2 separate regions of the Mus musculus genome follow, and region 1 is linked to region 2. The links are chromatin contacts, called in public HiChIP or PLAC-seq maps. All regions are on one chromosome and are shown on one strand. The core of a region is the stretch at or near the end of the contact, and the rest is flanking DNA. Distances in the headings are between cores, read along the strand shown. Region 1 overlaps Kcnma1 (potassium large conductance calcium-activated channel, subfamily M, alpha member 1). Region 2 overlaps Kcnma1 (potassium large conductance calcium-activated channel, subfamily M, alpha member 1).

Region 1 (3,582 bases), core at 901-3,400, 150 kb before region 2:
TGTGTTATGAACATGTGTATATGCATGTACTTATGTGTTAGTGCATACATGTGCCTGCCTGTGTGCTTGTGTAAATGTGTGTGCTTGTGCTTATATGAGTTTGTGTGCCTAGATGACTGTGTGACTGTGTGCATGTATGTGTGTGTGTGCACATTTGTGGTTGCAGCTGCACATTTGTCATACAACTATGTAAAAACATGTATGTGCATGTCTGTGAGTCTGGGTCTTATGAATCTGTGAGCAAAGTACTTTGGAGTAGGATTGTGAAGTGTGCCCTCAGTGGTGGGACTACATCTCCAGCCTACAGGTTCTCTGGAATTCACCCAGGAGAACTTGACTATAGGTCAGAATAAGACCTCTTGTTCCCCCTGGGCCATTTCTGTTTCCTCAGGACTCAGTGGACGGGAAAAGAGGATGCACACAGAATGCACACAGACTATACTCAGCTTCATTCAGCACACACCAGGACCTTCACAATCCACAACAGATTTGAAAGTGACCCAGGCCTATGCTATGTAGAAAATACGCTTTAAAAGTGCTTGACAATTGCAGAAAAGCTGAGGCAGGAGGTCAGTAAGGAGCTAAGCTAAGGGTGGGATATCCCTGGGAATGGACAAATAGTGGGCAGGGAGCTCCCACTGCCCGGTGATCAGTGCCTCTCTTTCCGAGTGTGGAAGCTTTGTGATGCGGAAAGCTACACTGAATTAAATATCAGGATTCCTGCTCTAGTCTTGTTTTTGTCCTTGCTGTGTGACCTTGAGATGGTCACTTGACTTCTCAGAATCTGGCTCTCCTGTCTTTACAGTGAAGACACTGAATAATCTCTTGACAACAGCAGCCAGATTCTCTGATGGAAGACATCACTTCACAAATAGTGGGGCAGGGAAGCATAGAGCGCGCATGGTGCTCTGGAATATGGTTGAGAATGGGTCTGGAAAGGCTTGAAGGCTAACCAGAGCAAGGGGCAAAGGAAGCAATGCAGATATAGCCCAAGAAGCAGGCTAGCACAATATACTTTATTCTTTTAACAAACATTCATGCAACACTCAGTGGACAACAGGCATCATGGGAAGGAGTTAGCAGACTATTGGTCCTCATGTCAAAGGGGACCCCCAGTGCCTGATCTATAAATAAAGTTTTATTGAAACATGTATGTCTGAGTTGGTTAACTTTTCATCCCTACTAGATGCCAGAGAAAACAGCTCAAAAGAGAAAGGTTGCCTTGGCTCACAGTGCGAGAAGTTTTAGTCCTGGTTAACTGGCTACATAATTCTGGACCATGGTGGGGCAGATTATCATGGTGGAAGGGCGTGGAGGAGAAAAGCCAATCACTTCCTGGCAACCAGGAGCAAAGAAGAATCCCAAGAAGAGGCCAGGGCTAAGATATACCTTTCAAAGGGTTCTACTTCCCCCGATTGTGCGCCACATCCTAAATACTTCCTATGACTTCCCAAAGTAGCGCCGTAGCTGGGAGATAAGTTCAACACATGATCTGTGAAGGAACATTTCATATTAAAGCTATAACAATGCCCATTTCCCTCCTATCTATTGTCTATGGCTATTCGAGACTACCATAGAAAAATCAAGACATTGTGACTGATCTCAAAAATAGTTACAGTCTGGCCTGTTTAGGAAAAACCGTGTCATCTTTGCTGTAAGATCTTTATGTACATGAACTGAATATAAACCACAGCACTACTGGGCAGGTGCTAGTTTTCTGTCCATTTACAGACAAGATTTTTTTTGGGGGGGGCAGGGTATCAGGTAATGTACCCAAGACCACAGTTAAGCCACACAGGAAAAAGGAGATGGGACTATGAACTCAGGCTCCCAGACTCCAGAGAGCCTGTGAAGGCTATGGGCACCGGGTTATGCTGAACAAGCCCAGGAATGGAAGCCACGCATGAGTGCTGGTCCTCACAAGGTGTCCTTGTCATTGCCAGGTTTGTGACCAGGGTGGTGGTTCTCAAAGGCCTGTTTCAGCAGTAACATGGCTCAGGCTGCTTAATGGGGATACTTGGTCCCTCTGTGCTAGTGAAGTTCCAGACAGTTCTTAGAGGCAACACAGAAATGCCATTGCTCCCAAAGGCTTTGCGCAGCTCCTAATTTAGCGTTTGGATCAGTGTTTGTGGTTGCCAAACAGCTATAGTTCTGTGTCCTGCTGCAGATCACAAATGCTTAGAAGCCCTGGTTGTCCTCCCTCTCTGTGCATCAGAGAGCAGAGATTCTTTATGTTCAGAAACATTTCCTGTTGACAAGGAGCGATGGAAATAGTGCTCCCATAGGGACTTTGACACAAGCGGCTATCATGTGCCAAAGTGCTCATAACCGAAGCATCCACCTCCCCATGTCCCGCAGTTCCCTCCATTCCTGTTCCAGGCAGGGGCTCCCATGCTGGTGCTCTGCCTCCACCAGGATGAGCTAGTGAGCAGGACCAGGAGCAGCCCTTGCCAATGAAAGACCTCTATGGGAATATAAATGAATCGGATTCTACCCCACCCCCGAAGGTGCAGTTCTGAAGAACTTCATCCTACACTGTCTTGCCCACAGAACTTTGGTAGAGACATCCCTCTGCTGTGCTGTCCAGTGTGGTAGATCCCAGCTATATCTGAAAGTGGGACTAGGGTGAGTGAGGAGCTGAATTTATCATTTGGGTGTTTCCTTGAGATAGGGTCTCACTATGTAGCCCTGGCTTGAGTGGAGCATACCTATACCTATACCTATACCTATACCTATACCTATACCTATACCTATACCTATACCTATACCTATACCTATACCTATATTGATCTATCTATCTATCTATCTATCTATCTATCTATCTATCTATCTATCTATCTATCTGGTCAGACAGTGACTTGCAGAGATAGATAGATGCTCTAAGCAGACCACATGGGTCTCAGGTATGGATAGAACTCAGGTTCCCATGTTTTTGGGAGGCACCTTTATGCTCTGAGATGTCTTAACAGATCTGAGGACTGGATATTTTTAAAGTAATGTGTTTTATTTGGCCTTGTCCCCCAGAGGTCCCCAGTGTGGTTGAGTCTTGGTCATTTGCAGCGATGTCCTGACTGTTAACACACCCTGTATGGATTCCTCTGCTTTCCATTCCCATTTCCTCTTTTCCTTTCTTGCCTAGGAAAGCCATCCAAATAAACTACTCATTCATATCATATGAAATCTCCATTCCTGAAGCCTAAAAATAGCTGAATGTCAATACTTCATAATTCAGTTTATAATGATATTTTCATCTTATACTCATCTGAGAGAGCTCATCCAGATCAGTACTGAGGCTTGCAGTTTCCCATGTGTGCAAGCCATAGGTGGGCAGTTGCCTGTGTGTGCAAGCCATAGGTGGGCAGTTTCCCATGTGTGCAAGCCATAGGTGGGCAGTTGCCTGTGTGTGCAAGCCATAGGTGGGCAGTTTCCCATGTGTGCAAGCCATAGGTGGGCAGTTGCCTGTGTGTGCAAGCCATAGGTGGGCAGTTTCCCATGTGTGCAAGCCATAGGTGGGCAGTTGCCTGTGTGTGCAAGCCATAGGTGGGCAGTTTCCCATGTGTGCAAGCCATAGGTGGGCAGTTG
Region 2 (3,843 bases), core at 299-2,798:
ATTTGAGTAGCTTGTCCTATCCCAGGCCCGTGAGCACTGGGTCCAATTATACACATATTGAAAACTCTAAAACATTAGAAGCCTTTTCTTGTATAAGTTGATTTTCTCAAAGTGTTTTGGTATAGTAAGAGAAAGCTGAGTAGCACACTGTGTCTTCTCATGCATGAGAGCTGTCTGGGAACAACCACACTTGGATCTTGATTTACATTCTTGTACATTATACTCTACCCTCAGGTCTAAGACCACAAGAAAGACAGCTCTGGAGATGTTGCTACAGGAGAATTCATAGATGGATTACCCACCCTGTTGCCTCCAACCCTTGCAGGATCTAAGGCCATGTTCACAGGATGCCAATAATCAAGAGACCTTCAGATTCTGAGCTTTCCTGGCAGGTTCTGCCATGCTTCCCACTGGCCAAGACCACCAGTGGCAAAATTAGCTCTAAGCAACTCAGCCAGATGTTTCCATCTGCAGAAGAGTATTATGCCTGCACTCATAGCAGAGGAAACTTTTTACTCATAAACAGAGCAAATTTATAGTGGAAATCAGTGGGAGGGAATAAATATGAATCCCCATGAAGTCATTTTGTGAGCTGCTTTATAGATTGTAATCACCCATTTAGAGTTTGCAGGCTATTAATTTTGTTTGGAGAGAACCTCAGGACTCTTGGGGGCAGAATTTATAACTCTGTTGTGTCACACTCATGGGTCTAGGCCTTGAACCCCTGAAAGGTTTGGAAAGAAATTAACAAGCTACCTCTGGAGGAGTTGGGGCTTCAGCATCCTTTTCCTGTGGTTCTCTTGGACATGGGTTTTAAAAACACACTTGCCCAGTGTATACTGTCTTTGTTTTGCCCCAGACTGTAGATTTCCCCCTGTGAGCTGAGGCTGTTAAGTTTTACTTTCAGCAAATTGTAGTAGGAATCTGTCTTTCGAGAACTGGGTGAGACCTATGGAAGAGCAGCCTGAGTCAAGCAGATCTGGGTGGACTCCAGCTAGGCTATTTGACTTAAGATTCCAAGATAAATTCACCGCTGTTAAATTTGTTCAAACGTCCCTTTCTTTATAAATAAGACCAGTGCCCCAGCCTCAAAAGTGATAACAAGGATAAAGGAGATGAAATAGGAAAAGCACTTAGTATTCAAAATGACTTAGTTCATACAGTGACGGAGCTGATTGGCGATTCAAAGTAAGTCTGGTAGAGCAGGAACAAAGGAGAATGTAAGAGCTATGATGCTGGTCCCCAACTGTGTCGCTGATGTGGTGGGTGACCTTGGCCATCATAGCCTCTCTGGTTCCAGATCTTTTGCATTAGTGAAATGAAATGTTTGGCTCAAATTGTCTCTGAGCGAATGGTGAGGCCAGTATTACCTTTGGGACCAGTTAGAGTTATAGATTCTAAGGCTCTATCCTATTCCCCTTGGGGCAGAACGGGCTCCATCTTCTGCATCTGGATGAGTTTTCCAGGTGGTTGTGGGCAGACTGAAGTCTGAGCGTCATCACTGTGATGACTCATTGTGGCTATGGTATTAGCTCTCTAGTTTTCCTGGTAGTGTCACTTCTAGAGCCTCTCTCCTTGGGGTCTTGGACCAAAACAGGAAGCGAAACACTATGCTAACCAAGATTCAGTTGAAGTTGGGCTCAAGAGGGCTTGATATTGTGTTGGAGTGTATAATCTCTACTTTCTGATTTCTCAGGGGGATGACCTCTGTCTCCACCTTGCCTTTAAAGTGACTTTAGATGAGGTAAAAACTCATCTGTCATTTGGAATGCACACTGACATGTGGGCCGTAAGGACGCTTGGGGGTGGGGCCACATATAACTATTATTATATGTGGGAGATGGGCTGTCTCCCTCAGTATCAACCTTAGTCTCATGATACCATTTTTCTTGAGACTCTATGTGAAGAGGTACAAGATGAGCAGTGAAGACTCAGGCCTGTGCTCTAGGACCTTGAACAAGTCCCTTTAACTCCAGTTCCCGATGCTGCCTCCTTATAATAGGAGGATTTGCATACTTTTTGCTACTGAGCCTTTTGAGTACCAAAACTGGATCAAATTCTGAGAACAGAGCAGAGAAAGGCAGCTGAATCCCGGCTCACATCTTTACCACTTCCTCTGGGCACTGTGCTTGCTGTGGGTTTTGATGAGAAGATACATAAGAGAAGTTATTGTAGCTGTTAGTGATCATCAGGTTATCTACTCCAAGTATATTAAGGAGCTAAGCCTTCTTGGGGATTTGCGATCCACTATGCCCTCCAACTTGTGCGTTCCCCTATCCTGTTTTGGGCTATAATTGTAGCTGTTTTTACAGTGCTGCTGTGACTCGACCCAAGCTGTCTTTGCCCATTGCTGCTTATTCTCTCCCCTGGCCTTTTTTGTTTTGTTTTGATTTGTTTTTAGTGAGACAGATGCATACATTAGGTGTATTAGGGCTTTGCTGAGGCAGAAGGATGCAGCTACAGGGGGTGGGGGCAGGAATGGAAGCGAGAAGCCCCTTTCAAGTAGTGATTGTACCATTTGTCTTCAGGAAAGGTGGATTAAACTCTTACTGGATAACTAACTGTACTTGGCTCAGCCCTTGAGCTGACTGCATACAGGGGAAGTCTACCTGAGCAATAGGGAAGGGGACGAGGCAGATCCTCTGTGAAGGTCATTGCAGAGCAGTGTGTGGACTCTGCTCACCATTACGGTTTGGTCATTCTTTCCATCATAACCTTGTGGATATCTGCTCACAATCCACATCTCAGGAAAGGTACAAGGAGGGAGAAAAAAAATGAGGTCTTGGGTCTCTATTCTAGGAGTTTGTTTTCTAAGTAAAAATAAGTCACAGGGGAAAAACATACCGCCATTTGTAAGAGGCACAGTGGAATTTAGAGTTTGAGATGAACAGGCAGATGGACAGGAAATGCTGTCTCAGGTAGAATAAAGGAGAGATTCATGGACTGGGACAAGGTCTGAGAGGCTAGAAACATAAGCAGGTGAATTTTGTAAAGGAGAAAAGGGAGAAAAGTCTCAGTGTGAGGCCACTGGCAGATCCATAACTGTGCTCCACAAAGAGGTTGACATAACTTACGGCCTGGTGTACACTATTTTATTTATTTTTAAATCTTCTGATTGATGCTCTGTAGGGAGTGAGTTTAGTCCAGAGTGAATGTAAGTCATTTCATGCCAAGGACGTATGAGAAATTGGTAAAGCCCAGCCCCTCCCCCTTACTCTCTCTTCTCTATAGTGCTCTCCTATTGAAACCAGTTTTTCCCACCCCACCCCACCCTACACTTGCTGTACATAATAAGTGTACAGAGGCTCTAGATGCTGTGTAGTTGTTCCACCCCATCAGAATGCTCACAACATCAGGCCCACAAATGTATCTGACTCAAGAGCACATCTGTATGTGTGTCTGTCCTGTCTTCATTCTCATGCCACACCAGCCTGGTTTCCAGGACCCGAGTTACAAGGATGGATGCAGTACATCTGTGTGCTCACTGAGTGATTGCCCTCTTCAGGATGATAGGTCTAAGAAACCTACCAGCCGTTAATGATGTCCCCACCAAGGTGGCCCTTGTACGTTTCAGAGCTTATCTGGGTTTGGGCTGTGCTAACCTTGGGCTACACAGGGACCTTGGAACTCCCAAGTAACTGTGTATGTGTATCACTGGTCCCTCTCCCAAGTTACCATGTAGACACCCTCCCATCAAGTGCCTTGTCCTTGTTGCTAATCATCCTACCACCCCCTGACTCTCTTTAGTCTGGAGACAGTTTTTAACTCAGACCTCAGTTGTTCCCAAGCCTACTTGGCAGTTCCTACCTCTTCAACAAACCCCAATGGAATAAACTGGAAGTC

The links. HiChIP or PLAC-seq counts read pairs in DNA pulled down with a chosen protein or histone mark.
Region 1: a contact with region 2 is called in an H3K4me3 HiChIP or PLAC-seq map of the 230-238 cell line, with 20 read pairs. The contact joins two enhancer-like sites. A contact is called at or near these places in 1 of 484 Hi-C or Micro-C datasets (nephron progenitors) and 1 of 115 datasets of contacts at active chromatin or transcription factors (the 230-238 cell line).

The regions. Positions count from the first base shown.
Region 1 is chr14:23,850,904-23,854,485 of GRCm38.p6, reverse strand. The region is part of intron 1 of Kcnma1 (potassium large conductance calcium-activated channel, subfamily M, alpha member 1); the gene reads left to right. Among named protein-coding and RNA genes, the nearest start is that of Kcnma1, 150 kb to the left of the region's middle. Within about 2 kb of position 2,150, at least 3 of the 459 cell types and tissues checked have an H3K27ac peak or open chromatin away from gene starts, as enhancers often do. A contact at or near this core is called in the 230-238 cell line, where this site is marked.
Region 2 is chr14:23,701,371-23,705,213 of GRCm38.p6, reverse strand. The region is part of intron 2 of Kcnma1 (potassium large conductance calcium-activated channel, subfamily M, alpha member 1); the gene reads left to right. Among named protein-coding and RNA genes, the nearest start is that of Gm51422, 53 kb to the right of the region's middle. Within about 2 kb of position 1,548, at least 5 of the 459 cell types and tissues checked have an H3K27ac peak or open chromatin away from gene starts, as enhancers often do. A contact at or near this core is called in the 230-238 cell line, where this site is marked.